5 separate regions of the Mus musculus genome follow, and regions 1, 2, 4 and 5 are each linked to region 3. A link is a contact called in public HiCAR-type, HiChIP or PLAC-seq and promoter capture Hi-C data. All regions are on one chromosome and are shown on one strand. The core of a region is the stretch at or near the end of the contact, and the rest is flanking DNA. Distances in the headings are between cores, read along the strand shown. Region 1 holds the start of Ldha (lactate dehydrogenase A). Region 2 holds the start of Gtf2h1 (general transcription factor II H, polypeptide 1). Region 3 holds the start of E2f8 (E2F transcription factor 8). Region 4 holds the start of Fancf (Fanconi anemia, complementation group F). Region 5 holds the start of Slc17a6 (solute carrier family 17 (sodium-dependent inorganic phosphate cotransporter), member 6).

What was found. Promoter capture Hi-C pulls out the DNA fragments that hold promoters and counts their contacts. HiCAR-type assays count read pairs that join an accessible place to other places. HiChIP or PLAC-seq counts read pairs in DNA pulled down with a chosen protein or histone mark. Capture Hi-C pulls out chosen DNA fragments and counts their contacts.
Region 1: a contact with region 3 is called in a promoter capture Hi-C map of stem cell-derived epiblast-like cells, with 5 times the contacts expected there. The contact joins the promoter of Ldha here to the promoter of E2f8 in region 3. A contact is called at or near these places in 4 of 39 promoter capture datasets (cranial neural crest, embryonic stem cells, neutrophils and 1 more), 1 of 484 Hi-C or Micro-C datasets (B cells) and 1 of 115 datasets of contacts at active chromatin or transcription factors (acute myeloid leukemia).
Region 2: a contact with region 3 is called in an H3K4me3 HiChIP or PLAC-seq map of pro-B cells, with 3 times the contacts expected there. The contact joins the promoter of Gtf2h1 here to the promoter of E2f8 in region 3. A contact is called at or near these places in 2 of 39 promoter capture datasets (the C10 cell line and embryonic stem cells), 2 of 115 datasets of contacts at active chromatin or transcription factors (extraembryonic endoderm stem cells and pro-B cells) and 1 of 9 other capture datasets (adipose tissue).
Region 4: a contact with region 3 is called in a promoter capture Hi-C map of liver, with 2.6 times the contacts expected there. The contact joins the promoter of Fancf here to the promoter of E2f8 in region 3. A contact is called at or near these places in 3 of 39 promoter capture datasets (the 3T3-L1 cell line, hippocampal neurons and pre-B cells), 1 of 115 datasets of contacts at active chromatin or transcription factors (astrocytes) and 1 of 9 other capture datasets (liver).
Region 5: a HiCAR-type map of astrocytes shows a contact between it and region 3, with 3 times the contacts expected there. The contact joins the promoter of Slc17a6 here to the promoter of E2f8 in region 3. A contact is called at or near these places in 1 of 39 promoter capture datasets (hippocampal neurons) and 1 of 115 datasets of contacts at active chromatin or transcription factors (astrocytes).

What each region holds. Positions count from the first base shown.
Region 1 is chr7:46,844,517-46,847,216 of GRCm38.p6, forward strand. Ldha (lactate dehydrogenase A) reads left to right here and starts at 1,288. Exons shown (of 8, transcript NM_010699.2): 1 at 1,288-1,401.
Region 2 is chr7:46,794,657-46,797,356 of GRCm38.p6, forward strand. It overlaps Gtf2h1 (general transcription factor II H, polypeptide 1), which reads left to right and starts at 1,438. Exons shown (of 15, transcript NM_008186.4): 1 at 1,438-1,632. It overlaps Hps5 (HPS5, biogenesis of lysosomal organelles complex 2 subunit 2), which reads right to left and starts at 1,225. Exons shown (of 23, transcript NM_001005247.2): 1 at 772-1,225.
Region 3 is chr7:48,879,614-48,882,362 of GRCm38.p6, forward strand. It overlaps E2f8 (E2F transcription factor 8), which reads right to left and starts at 1,428. Exons shown (of 13, transcript NM_001013368.5): 1 at 1,048-1,428; 2 at 665-788. The coding sequence starts at 679. Gm2788 (predicted gene 2788) reads left to right here and starts at 1,687. Exons shown (of 2, transcript NR_155436.1): 1 at 1,687-1,904. It overlaps LOC115486422 (a long non-coding RNA gene), which reads left to right. Exons shown (of 3, transcript XR_882082.2): 3 at 908-1,011.
Region 4 is chr7:51,860,989-51,863,920 of GRCm38.p6, forward strand. It overlaps Fancf (Fanconi anemia, complementation group F), which reads right to left and starts at 1,279. Exons shown (of 1, transcript NM_001115087.1): 1 at 1-1,279. The coding sequence starts at 1,266. The coding sequence ends at 235. It also overlaps a transcript of Gas2 not described here.
Region 5 is chr7:51,620,235-51,623,138 of GRCm38.p6, forward strand. Slc17a6 (solute carrier family 17 (sodium-dependent inorganic phosphate cotransporter), member 6) reads left to right here and starts at 1,596. Exons shown (of 12, transcript NM_080853.3): 1 at 1,596-2,486. The coding sequence starts at 2,401. It overlaps Gm33136 (a long non-coding RNA gene), which reads right to left. Exons shown (of 4, transcript XR_003946771.1): 1 at 2,513-2,904; 2 at 1,874-2,000.

The sequences.
Region 1 (2,700 bases), core at 38-2,537, 2.0 Mb before region 3:
CCACAAGGCTCTCCTCTTCCTCTTGCTTGCTACTTGCTCTGGTGTCTCTTAGAACTCACCTTCACTTTTTTCTTTTAAAAAGTTAAATTTCATTTCTCTTGTTCTGACTTTTTTAAAAAAATAATTTTAACTATATATAGGGGGAGAGAGACTCTATGAAGGTCAAGAGGGTATTGGAACCTCTGGATCTGGAGTTACAAGCTTTTGTGATATTAATGGCAGAGCCATCTCTCCAGGTCCAACTGTTTGACTTTTTAATTTTTTTAAATTTGCGCTCTGCTGAGGGACTCAGGCCTTGGTGTATGCAAGACAAGTGTCCCTGTCCTGGCCACACTCCTAGCCTGTTGTTTGTTATAAAAGAGATCACAAGGGATACAGACAAGCGAAAATAAGGGGGGGCTGTGAGCTTCATTCCCTCTCACATGATCCCTGCATATCCAGCACCCTGCAACCAGCTTGTTCAAATCTTGCTCAAGACTGTAATAGACCTTAATCTGCAGTGAACACATCCCTTCCGGGGAGATGGGTGAGCAGGGTTGAAAGTCACAGTTCTTCCCATCACTAAGGAAATCAAAGCAGTTGCAAACTCCATTTCACATCCTATCAGTGGTGGAGTACCTTAAGATTCACATACGGTTGATCGGGAGCTGGGAGAGGAACAGGAACTGGCCTCACAGCTTAATGAGACCTCTAGAAAGACGTTTAAAGGCAGAGGGGGTGTGTGAAAACAAGCAAGGGCCCTGATACTCCTTGGTAAGGCTAAACACAAATGCCTGCGGGATGGCATGGGAGAGGGCAGATATGGATGTAAGCTGGCAAGCCATCAGAAGCTGAGCCGCACCCCCCTCCCCCCATGGTTTGGGAGATGGAAGTGGGGCAGGAGAAAGGCCCATCTGATAGGCTGCTATGGCGGATAGACCGGCACGGTGCTGGCATGTGCTTTCACACAATATTTACTGAAGGCCTGTTGCTTGCCAGGAGTTGTTCCCGGCGCCGGGAACAGCAATGAAGAAAGTGACCAGGGTTTTTTCTGAGTCTCACAAGTTTTCCGGTGAAGGAGGCGGAGGATCGATGCATTTCGGGCTCCTGCTTCTGAGGCTGAGGAGCATGTCGGGTTGGCCTTTCTTTGGGGTGTCGCAGCACACGTGGAGCCACTCTTGCAGGGACATCGTGCTGCGCGCGCCGCCCCGGTCTCGGTGGCGCCTAGCCCGGCTGGACGCCCGCCCCCGGCCCAGCCTACACGTGGGTTCCCGCACGTCCGCTGGGCTCCCACTCTGACGTCAGCGCGGAGCTTCCATTTAAGGCCCCGCCCGCGTGCTGCTCTGCGTGCTGGAGCCACTGTCGCCGAGCTCGGGCCACGCTGCTTCTCCTCGCCAGTCGCCCCCCCATCGTGCACTAGCGGTACGGTTGGGCCCCACGCTGCCGGCACAGGGGGTCCCTATCCGGGGTGGAGGTGCAGGGTGTTCAGATTTGGGCACGCGTGGGCTACTGTGCTTTGGGGAACTGAGCAGGCGGCCCCACCCAGCCTGGGGCGGCGAGACCCGTGTAAAGAGGACTAAGGGGTGGCTGGCCTGAAGGTTGGGAGCCACCGAACGGGGGCGAGGGAGCGGTGCGAAACTTGAGCTCCCGTAACTCGAGCCCATGGGGGCCGAAAAAGCCTTGGCACGTCCGGGGCGGGTGCTTCGGAGCAGCCGTGCGGTTTGCATTTTCCTTTGCGTGGGCTCGGTGGAGTGGTTGTTTCCTGCAGATTATAGGGCGCTCTTGCCCTAAACGCATTTTGTTAAGAGGCTCGCTCCTGGTGTGACTGGGGATCGTGCTAAGCGCGCTGCGTGCGGAGAGGAAGCGGGAAGAGTCGCAGTCCTTCCTCTGCACCCTAGACGGAAGGAGGAAACCTGTAGCTGAGAGGCCTGCGACACCCATCGGGTCGTAGGTGGGAAGTAGAGGCACCCTGTCCTAATAGAGCACAGACTTGAGGTTTGCGTGAAGTAGATTCTCTGAGGGAAGAGCCCCACGCCCTGCCCCCAGTCAGCAGAGACCTCACAAGGCTGTCTAGAAATAGCAGCGGTTGTAAGGAGACCGGATTCCTGCTTGATGGCCCTAGGCTGCTTGCCCAGAGATCTTGTCCAGTCCTTTTGCACTTTGGAACGATTTCAAAAATAGACATGGTGCTTGCTGGGAAAGGTGGCCATCGCGGGGGTGGGAGTGGGCTCCAGGCCTCAGGCCCTCCGCAATTGTATCCCCATTTTGGAACTGAAGAAATTTCCCTTAGCGGCCACATCCTGGGTAATGAGGCCCCGCCCTGGTGGGTGAAGGCCCTAATCCTGTTAGTGGCATTTGAGATCTCACTCTGGCACCAGGCTAAGGTGGCTGCCAGCTCCACTTCACCGCGCTTGTGCTTTGGGCTCTAGTAAGGGCCAAACTTTGACGCCGAACTGCCTGCCAGAGGTCTCATCCATGGCCAGCAGTCGCTAGACCTATATATATGACACCTGATTCTGAAATTGCGCACGCGCACTGCCTTCCCCCGCCTGCCAGTCTTCTGGATCTGGGCTGGTCATACAACTTGGGTTCTTGCGGGGGTGGGGGGGTTAGGAAGGAAGCTTGCGCGTGCGCAGGCTTAAGCACGTTGCTATGCCTTGGGGTCGCACCTTGTGGCCGTTATTGGCGCCCTCTGCTCTTGATTTTTGGTACTTCCTGGAG
Region 2 (2,700 bases), core at 188-2,687, 2.1 Mb before region 3:
CTTTTTAAAAGGTTGGCTTTCCCAAGGGTCACAATGCTAAAAATAATAATAATAATAATAATGATAAAGGCAAACGTGGAGGAGGAAGAGGAGGGCCCAAGAAATGGTTTATTGCTATGCTTGGTGATCCCAGGGGCCCAAGAACTCACAGAAAGATAGGAGAGAACCAATTACAAAAAGCTGAGGTGTCAACCGGGCAGTGGTGGAGCACACCTTTAATTCCAGCACTTGGGAGGCAGAGACAGGCAGATTTCTGAGTTCCAGGCCAGTCAAGTATATAGAGTGAGTCCCAGGACAGCCGGGGCTACACAGAGAAACCCTGTCTCGAGAAAACAAAACAAAACAAAACAAAAAAACAGAAACAAAACAAACAAACAAAAAAAACAGAAACAAAACAAACAAACAAAAAAACTGCGGTGCCATGCCACCTTCTCCCCCAATAATAAATGAAAGTAGAATTTATGTGAGATCGAAACATCTTTCTCACTTCCCAAGATTATTTTTATAATTCAAGAGTGGTAGACAGTGATTGCTGCTCACAAAGCCAAAGCAAACCATGGTGTATCTAATCCCACAAGGTGCGTGGAAGGAAAGGCTCGAAAGACGCAAAGTAACAACGATTGAAGAAATTATGCAAAGGGGAGTTAATAGACTTTATTTCCACAATAGGAACTTCCTTATCCAATAATGATCAGGAAACTCTACCTCAGAAAACTTAACGACTCGCTCATGCTTGCATGCATTCATTCATTCAACGTTCTAAGTGCCTACCGTGTTCTAGGCCCTGGAGGCGCTGCTGGAGATGAAGGATGCGCAGCAGACCAAGTCCCTGACCACAAGGAGCTCCCGTCAATCACAGCTAACTTTTATGACTTTAAACCGCAGCTGTCACTCTGGAGAAGTCCAGGAAGCAGGTTTTCCAAGCCAGGTTCACAGAACCTCAGGCTGACTAGCGGGCCGAGTTCCGCCCCCCCCAGAGACCAGCGATCGCTTTCACCGAGCAGGCTCCACAGACACTCAACACCCCTTGACAGCGGAACCTGAACCTCACACACCCTGTCACCCCGCCCCCTCCCTGGCAACGTCATCCAGGGGCGCCAGGGACCGGAGGAAAGCGCTGTTAACGGCACTTCCTCGTCACGTGACGATCACGCCCCTCCCCGCGCGTGCTCCCTCCCCCTCCAGCCGCGGGTCGCGATTCCGCTCCCTGCGGCCTGCAGTCTGGGAGCCGCCTCGGGCCGACGACGCACCACGGAGCCGGACCGGATGCTCTCTAGGGAGAAAGGCGAGCCAAGCCGAATCCCCGAAACTCTCCGCCGCTCGAGACCGGAGGAGGAGAAGCGAAACAGGCGGGAATCGGTGGGGGAGGGCGGGAGCTAGCGGAAGGTGTCATGGCGGCCGCGGTGGTGGTCACGTGCTCCGGAGGCCCGCCCCGGCGTTTCCGGTCACGTGCCCTCAGCGCCCTCGCAGCCAGCGATGGAGGCGAGACCCCCCGGCAACAGAGGCGGTGGCGACGGCTGCGGCCGCAGGGGTTCAGCCTCCTCCGTGCAGCGGCTGTGAGAAGCGCGGCGGAGGCAGATCCGACGGGACGCGCTTCCCGCGCCCCAGACCAGAGACCGTAGCTCCCACCTGGTAAGTTGAGACCGAAGAATGGGGTTGGGCGGGCGTGGAGGGTCTGACAGGCCCCGGGGGCGCGGGGCCAGGCGGATCGAGCCCTTCGCTGTAGTCGTCTCCACGACACTACAGGCTGGCTGTGTGGTTTGCCTTTCTTCTCCCGGAATGGGAAGGAGGTGCCCTGACCCTTAATCTACTGCCCGAAGGCATTAGGTTCTTCCGCTGGGAGGGACTGGAAGGATCAGACTCACCTGAGAACGAAGGAAGTGAGGCTTCTCCGAGACACCGAGGCCCTTCCCGTTAGGGAGCCTGCCCGGGAGAGGCTTTCTTTTCCTGTTAAAGAAGTCCTCTAACCTTGGTGTCCTCGTGCCTTCTTGCTTCCACCTGTCATCCTGCTCTTCAAACTGTTATTAAAACTTGAGCCACGCACCCAGTTCTAGCTATGACCAGTTTGACAGTCATGTAGTGTAAAGTGAACCATCAATACATGGAAGTATGTGATTATTTTTATAAATTCTCCAGTGTTCTTAGAAACTAAATTCATGTGAAGTTGACCTCACATGTCTATTTTACCATCTGCAAAACAAGGGTGGGGAAAAGATGTTAAAACGTATGCCCAGGGCTACAGTGAAATGGCTCAACTGGTAAAGGTGCTTGCTGCCAAACCTGAGTTCCATCTCTGGGACCCACGTGGTGGAGGGAGAACCGATCTCCGGAAGTTGTGTCCTCAACGTATACACAGTTTAATTTGGGATTTTTGTTTGCTTGTTTTTGTTCTTCGTTGTTGGCTTTTGTTTGGTTGGTTTGGCTTTCTGTCTTTTGATGTTGTCCATTTAAAGACACCAGTTTAAAATATGGTAAAACAGGTTTCTGAGTTAGGAATGCAGCTTAAAGCTAAGAGTTCTTGCTAGGCACCTGTAAGATCCTGGGTTTCATTTCCAGAACTGGCAAAAAAAAAAAACAGGACTGTAGGTAGAGCCCAATGTAAATTGCTTGGTAAGCATGCAGGCCTGGGTACAGAAAACTGGCTTGAAGCACACTAAGGGCTTGGCTCCAATCAATATTCTCAATATCTAGCCTTGTGAC
Region 3 (2,749 bases), core at 178-2,677:
AGAGATACACTGTTTCCTCAGTAACTTTGGGAGCCCGGGTTAACAATCCTCTATTACAACCATGAAACTAAGGGCTCAGTGTGTATTTCTGCTGAATCTGCTACTTAGCAGACGATGATGCGAGGCAGAGGGAGGTCACATGGGGCTGGCACCTGAATTTTCAGTTCAGTATGGTGCCCTCAGGAGGTGCTGATCCAAGGGTGGGGTTTCAGTGAACACTGCCAAGGACAGCATTGAGCTAACATCTAAATGCTTCCAGGAGATCTGTCAGGAACAGCATTTGGAGGCCCAGTAGGTTAAAGGGCTGACATTTTAAAATGTTATCTTACAAAGAAATCCAGTATCAAATTATGACCTTTGTGAATTCCAATGGTTCATGTAAATAACATATACATAATTTTTTAAGCACAGAAAAAACCCCAAAGCTTTTTCCATATATATTAAATTTATATTAAACTTTTGAAACAAAAAGGTTACTTTAACCCTGGACAACCCTATTCCTCTTCAAAAATTAAAATTTCCTTCTGGATTTCTGTAAAAGTTAACCAAAAGGATACAGCATTCGTGACTATCAAACGAAAAATTTAAGAAAACTTATTAACGAAAAACTCAGGATGATACTTCATTTGACATTGCAACAGTATAGACTGGACTTTAAAAATACCTTTTGGTTCTCCATTTTGTCAATTCCTCATACATTTAGTGTGTCTTTAAAAACGAAAAATCTGAAGTTCCTCCCCAAGTTCCAGTGGTTTAAGTAGTCCAATCGATTAAAGTTTTTTACTATCCTTAAAAGGAAAAAAAGTAAAGCAAGAATTAAGAGCTGATGAAAATGATTCACGTACACAAGAGCCCCCGGAAACAAACAAAAAATGACAAACCAGGTTTATTTTTGCCTTGAGGACAGACATTGCCTCTAGGCAGACCGCGCCAACAGACAGCAGTAAATTCCTCCATCAAACCCTTCTGTCACGAGACTTCAAGCAAACACAGAATCTACAGTGACAGTCCTCTCTCAGGTTCGAGATGGCTGTAGCAAGCACCCACCTGTGCACTGATCCGGGCTGCGGACGGAGCGCACGAGCCCGGGTTCCGATGGAGCACGCACCGAGCCTGCATCGGGGGAGATGCTGAAGTTTCTCGCCTGACACACACGTGCACAGGCTCAGAAGGAAGGACTTGTGAAGTGGCCTGAGAACAACCCTCCAATTCAGCCTCTGCGCTCTAAGCGCACGACCGGGCATTTACAAAGGGCTTTGGGATCTTGACCCCCTTTTTCAGGCTTCTTTCAATACACGAAGTACTGGGGCGAGGGAAGGATTCCCTAGGTGCCGAAATCACCGCGATGCCAAAGCGCACCGTACGCTGCGCTCCCGGTCCCAGGTACAGTCCCCAGCAGTAGCCCGCGTCCCGCCCGGCGCAAGCACTGGCTCCTCCTCCCCGCCAACTGCACCGCCCCCGGGGGCAGCCAGACAGCATCTCACGGTTTCCAGGGCGACGGCTCCGAGCCAATCAGTAAGCCCGGTGAAGGCCTGCGATTGGCTAGAGGTCCCCAAGGCGGGGCCGGACCTTCCGCCTTCGATTTAAAAATTTGGCGCGGAAAGCGGGACCGTAGCTGGCACCGCCCCCGAGTGCGCGGGGCTGGAGCGCGGGCGAGCCCCTCCCCCGCCCTCTGCGCGGGAGCTCGGCTCCTCCCCACGGGCCCCGGCGGGGCGGGAGGCGGGAAACGGCCGCCTTCACCCTGGCCTTCCCGGGATCCCACAACCCCGCCGCAGCAGTCTGCTCCCCGCTCACCTGTCAATCCTCCTTCAGAGCTGACGGTCCGGGGTGGCCCCGAATCCTGGCTGCGCGTCTCAGGGAGCCAGCGCGTCTCAGGGAGACTCGCTTAGCCCCGCCGCGCAGAGGTGGGTGCCGGGGGCGCCACCGGGGCCGGGGCTGGGGGGGGCCGGCGGGCGGGCCGCGGGAGCGTGGCCGTCCAGGAGCAGTCCAGCCCCCGATTTGAAATTAACCCGCTCCCGGCGCGAGCCGCTCCCGCGGGCGCGGAGCCTCCCCTCCCCCACGCCCGCTCTCCCGGCCCGGGGCCCCGCGCGCCAATCCGCGCCTCTGCACTGCCGCCGCGGCGAATCAGACTGTAGGCACCACCCTCCGACCCCGCCTACAGCCAGACTTGGGGAAAAGTCCTCAAAAACTTTTCCTTTTTCTTTTTTCCTTTTCTTTCTTTCTTTCTTTCTTTTTTTTTTTTTTTCTTTTTGCAAACACCATTTATCCGAGATCGAAGTTGGGGGATGAAATTTGGCTGGTCCAGAGCTGGCTGGCTAGGACTCGAGGGCTCCCCGCCATCCCCAGCTTGGTGCCACGTCAACCGGGTCTGCTCACCTGCCCTCTGGACCCTAGCGACACCGTTCCCTCTGCGACCCTTTGCATGACTGCTTAGCAGCTTCTGCTCCACGGTTTCCAGAAAGAAACGTGTGAGGAGGAAAGAGCTTCGTTGTCTGAAGCCCAAGGATGCGGGGCGTTGGCCGATCTCTGAACACGCAGGTGTGGGAGGAGGGAGAGAAACTCAGAAAACCCGCCAAGCCTGTCCCCAGTGTCCTGCGTCTGCCGATCCCCTCTTTGCTCTTTCCCGCTTTTCTTCCTTTTCCTTTTATGAGCTTCTGACATCGGCCTGGTATATCGAACAGGTCAAGGGAATTTTAGAGTTAGGAGACCATCTCGTCCAAAACCCTCATTTTGCAGAAGTGGAAAAAGA
Region 4 (2,932 bases), core at 29-2,528, 3.0 Mb after region 3:
ATAGATATTGTGCATATTATATATATTTATATTATGAACCATTTAAAATTGGCCCCTGAATAATTAGGTTTTGGGAGCATGTATATAGGGAATTGGGGAGAACACTGACAATTTGTAAACTGCATAGTCAAGAAGTAGCAGGATGCTGTGCATAGAGGCTTTGGTGAGAAGTATGCTTGTTATTCCCTCTATGGGACAGGGTCTGTCCAGATGCCCAGCCTGGGAACTGAGAATCTACTCTAGCACGATCCCACACTCAAGCACCACCAGGAGGTCTGTCCAGATGCTCATCCCAGGAACCTCGAAATCTCCATCCAAGGCTTTGCGGGACCTTAGGGTCACCAGCACCTCTTCCTGCAGAAATGGCTGGGCATGGCACAAGCTCTGCAGCCTTAGGCACAGCTCTTCCCAGGGCATGTCCTCCATCTGTGTAGGGACCCAGGCACCCTTTTGCAGATCATAGTGCAGCCGCGTGGCCCACGTTGTGAGCAGGTCCAGGTAGGCGCGAGACAGTGCGTGGTGGCAGCCCGCCACGGAGGCCAGGCGCTTGGCTGGCAGATGGCGGCAAAAAGCGGCCAATACCTCGGGACTTTCGAGAAGCCAGCGCAGTAGTTTCTGTGTCTCATCCGCACCCGCAGGGTCCGTGGCCTGGGCTGGCTCCGGGTCTTCCTCGCGTAGCAGCAGCGCTTCGGCAGTCACGTCGAGCACGTGCTCCCGCGGCCCGCGCGTCCACAACGTGTCCAGGAGTTTGCGCGCGGCCGCGGAGTCGGCCCCGCCCAGCTCGTGCAGGCGCGCGTCCAGCAGCTCCGCGTGCGTGCGCAGCAGCGCGCTCCTGGGCGCGTCCCCGCCGAGGCGGCACAGCAGGCGCAGCGCGCTTCCGCGGCGCGCCAGGAGGACCAGGCGCGACTGCGGCACGTCGTCTCGGTGGTCCGCGGCGGGGCCCGGGAACAGCAAGCTCGGCAGCGCGCGGGCGGCGGCGGGCGCGAGCGCGCGGTTCCGCAGCAGGCGGAGGGCGAGCCGCGCGTCCCCGGACTCCAGCGCCGCGAAGCTGCGCAGCCCGAGCGGCCCTCCCCGCGCGGGGAGCCGCCTCTCGAGCGCCTCCCGCACGCGGCCGCGGCCCGCGAAGCGTCGGTACACGTGGAGCAGATAACGCGCCCACTGCAGCGCCCTGCGCACCTTTTCGGCGTCCCACGTGCTCACCAGCGACCCACACGACACGGCCAACAGCTCGGAGAATCGCTCGGTTTGCTGCACAAGCGGCTCCATGGCGGCCGCTTCCGCCCTGACATCCCGAGGCGCGAGCCGATTGGACATGAGCGTGAGCGCCCGCCTCAGCGTGCTGTGCCATTGGACGACGGCCGTGTCAGTCTCGCACCATGGTTTCCGGGGCACATTGGCGCTGAAAATGAACTAGGGCAAAGTCCCAAGCTTTTACTCTGGGTCTGGGAGAGGACGCGTGAGTGCGAGTTTGAGCGCTAGGATTTTATGTGCTCTTTTGTTTTAAAAATGCCAGTGGTAGACATTTAGGCGCTTCCCCGAAAGGGGACCCATGTTCATCATTATTAGCAGTGCGGATGTGATCTGCTTGCGAACTCAAAGCTCTTAAATGGCCCGTTTCCCTGGTACTTGTGGAACCAGGACCCTCACACGCTGTGCTGTGAGTTCCCGGGCTTTTTTCCTTTTTCCTTATTTATATTGTTTACTGATTCTGAGGAAACCTATCACTGAATTGTGCAAGCAGCCTTTCAGTTTGCAGTCCTGCCTCGACTAACCTAGTGACTGGCAGCACTATCCTGAGGCTTACTAGCCATGCAATAAATGAAAGTTTAAGCTCAAAATTAATCTACACATTTATGCTAGACTCTGAATAGTTCTGGGCATTCTTATCAGAACATATAGTTAAGCCAGTTTTGTTTAGTTTTTAGCCATTAGCCCAGACTATAGTGTTTGGCCTTGTGATTTTATTTTAGTCTGTGTGATGGGTTTTAAAGTTTCAGGTGGTAGCTATTAGGAATTACAGAGGTCACTGGTTCATCCACTTACTAAATACTAAGTCACGTGATGTGATAGCCAGTGAAGGACAGGACTGGCGCAGTTGAGATAAATGTAGTTAAAGCTTCCCTGTCCCACAGGAAACACTAATGTTCCTTAGAGAGACTTCAACTTCATAATGCGGTAGACAAAAATAAGAGTCACTAGATCTTAGATGTTAGGGAAAGCCCCATTAAACCTTCCTTTCAACTGAATGCCCAAAGAATACACCTGGAAATGCTTCAAGGCCATGGGAACCGTTAATAAGTCTTAAGCCACCAGAGTGAAAACCAGATCTAATCCAGGGTGAGAAAGAAGTCCAAAACAGCTTCATTTCCAAGTGGCTGGGACAGTTCAGAGAAACTTCACCAGTGCTCACCTTTTCAAAACCAATATTATGTTAAATCTCAGTACCACAGTGAGTAATTATTTGTTTCACAGTAGCCATCTTTTATTAAGTAGCTATGCATCCCTCCGACAGTTTCCCATCAGAAGAATGCACTTTGGATTTCGAACCAGTTTTCCATTTAATTTGGAACAATCTATGTAGAGGCTGAAAGATGATAAACACTTTAATTTCAAGAAACCTATGCACTTGAGGCAGACATTGGGAGGATTCCCAACCCATGTAAGTGTAATTCAAATCAGATTTTGTGTAATTTTAAAGTGCCAGGTATGGTGATTTTAAAGACCAATTGGAAATGGATAGGAGAGCACTGAAAGGCTATATGGACTGATCTTTGATTTAGGCTGCACAAATACTTGCACCATCAGAGGATAGTGGAAAATCACGTGAGAGGAATCACACAAGTTAAAATGTCAGTGTAATATGTGAATACTGTATGCTGAGAATGCCAGGATCAACCTTCCACCTGCTGGTCACACTCTGCAAATCCCCAAT
Region 5 (2,904 bases), core at 346-2,845, 2.7 Mb after region 3:
ATGCTAGGGCTCTGAAGCAGGATTGGGGGGAAGCACCCTCATAGAGGTAGGGGGAGGGGCAAGGGCATAGGGGGGGTTGTGGAGAGGAAACTAGGAAGGGGGATAACATTTGAAATATAAATAAATAAAATAACCAATAAACAAATGCTCTTGTAAAACAAGTCCTAAGGAGCTGGAAATTTTGCAATGAAACAATTTGATGAGTTTTTTTTTTCCTTTGTACCCTATATTTTTTTCTTTTATACTCTATCTCCTATGGAAGTGCATTCAATTTTGTGGCATTCCAGGGATATTTTTGAAGATGGCTTCCTGGTTTTTAAAGTATATACGTAATATAATATATAACATTCACATAATGCATATGTCCCAAAATAACAGGAATGTAATCGTGGTATTCTTGCTCAACCATACTTCTTAATGAAATACAATTTTATAGGCTTTGGATTTGGATTTAACAATTGCAAAGGGTTTTAGCTATTTGTGATTTTTTTTCATCTCTCTATTTTAGGAAATTTTTTTCCACATATCATTTGAAATCGTCAGAGAACATTCTTATTTGACTCTGCACCGTACCTCTGGGATGTAATCCAATAGTCCCTATGTAAAACGCACTCCCCTGGTTGATTTAGCTAGCATCCAAGGTTTAACCTTGGGGATGTAGCTCAAGGACAGTCTGTTTCGTAAGCACTTGCCTGGACTGCATCTTAAGAGGGTTGTGGTCCATGCGAAATAACTCACATTAATTCAGCACAATTTAATTGTTTTGCTTAATGATATAGGTTCAATGGTATTATACACAACTAAGATGGAAAACCTTGTAGGACCATCTCTCAAAACCCAACAAGCAACAATGGCAAAAATAGCCTCCCTCTTAAGAAAAGGTGTCATAAGGAGGGAAAAATAAAATTTAAATAGAGTGTAAATATATTGAAATAAATTTTTAAAACATTATCAGTTACTCTTCGCTAACAAGCTTAGTTATAGGTACAAATTTTACCTGTAATTAGAAATAATTCAGTATTGTGTTGTGCATTAGTTAATTAAAGAAACTTAGAATTCCAAAGAATTCATTTCAGACTGCCTGTCCTTTATTCGGAAAGTGCACTAATGTTACAGCTGTCATTATCTCTCTGTCTCTCCTCCTTCTCTGTCCCACCTCTTTTTTTTTTTTTTTTTTTTTTGTCTCCTTCCATTTCTCTCTCTGCATCCTTTCTTGTTCGTCTTAGGGGTTGAATCAAATACACAAGCAATATTATTATGCATCTCATAAACATAAGCTTTATATCGGAGGGGAACCAGGTGTTCACCTGGATACCACACACCTAAAGTAGAAGCTTCTGCAGTGTTGCTTCTTCACCATGCTGTCAGAGCTAGTATGTACATGCTGGGCAACGGGTGGCCAAGCAGAGTAACTTGTCAGTGTTTAATAAAGCCCTCCTCCCTTGCAGAGCCAAATGCAGCTTTCCTCCTGAGAACTCTGCAGACGATGACATCTCCCTACTTGGTTTCCATAGCATCCGTTCCTGAAGAGCCCTAGAAAGGCCCTTGGTCAGGGCGATCCGCCCAGCTCCCCTAGGAAGTTGGCGAGCGGGTTAGCCAAAAGCAGCAGCCAAGGTTCCTTAGCTTCCTCTGTCCGTGGTCCTGAAATGCTAAACTGCGCCGCGCGCACTGACGGGAGCGGTCAGGTTTTATGGAAGGTCTCCCCCGGCGCTGCCTAAACCACAGCTGTGTGTCTGTTATTCACTCACGTTCGCAAAGATCAGCTAACATTCTCAGTCTTAATTCCACTCTGCCACTCTGCCGCAGAGCACAATTACGCCGGCGCGATGGGAGGAGACCATGTTAAGGCAGGAAGCTAACAGCAGCCGCTCACCTGAGGCCTAGGAAGCTCCCAAGGGTTCTGAGAGCTATGAGCTCTGATCAGCAAAGTCACCATTTTAGACAGTAGGGTTCTTTTGCTTTTTTCCTTACACAAGGGTTCGATGACGTTTCTGGTCAATCTGATTAAAAGACAGCGGATTTGATTGCGATAAGACTTCAAAACCGGGAATTTACGTTGTTTTTCGGTGAGGTGACTTCCAGAACAGGGACTCATCAGCACCCGCCCAAATACCACGGCACTGCGCGCGCCCTCGGCCACCGGATCCTCCCCTTCCAATGAGACTTTGTGACTGTGTGTACCAATTCTCCTATTAGGAAACCCGTGGGCTGCATGCAGCTATTCTGTTGTACTCTCTTTCTCGCCCTCCCTCCCCTCTCCAACTCACAGCCTTGCTGGAAAGCTCACCTCTGCTGAGAAGAAAAAGCTCTACCTTAACCAACTAAGACTATGCGCAGAATCCGTCTTTCATAGCCACAACAATTTAAATCTGGTAAGGCTGGACACCAGTCTTTACAAGAATGGAGTCGGTAAAACAAAGGATTTTGGCCCCGGGGAAAGAGGGGATAAAGAATTTTGCTGGAAAATCCCTCGGACAGATCTACAGGTAAGAGACTGCAACCCCATGCTTACCTGGGACTCATCTGGACAGAATCTGCAAAGCCATTTCTGAAAAGCTTGATTACTTAGAAAGATTGTAACATGGTGGGAAAGTCTTTTTGTTGCTCATTGCTGAAGCTAGGTTCCACTGGAAACCTGCTTATGAATGCAGGAATGTGACACTAAACGAACCTGTCGTGTGTGTGTGTGTGTGTGTGTGTGTGTGTGTGTGTGTGTGTGTGTGATTTTGTTTCATTACCTGGGGATTCTCATGTGCTCCAATTCAGTTCTTAATCCTCCTTTGCAATTCCAAAATGTTCGTTCAGCACCTGCTCATAAAGCCTGTCTTTGTTTTCTTATAGATTTCACAAATAAAATCCCTTTGATCCAAACAAGTGAATAACAAAAGCCAAAACCCTTTTTAA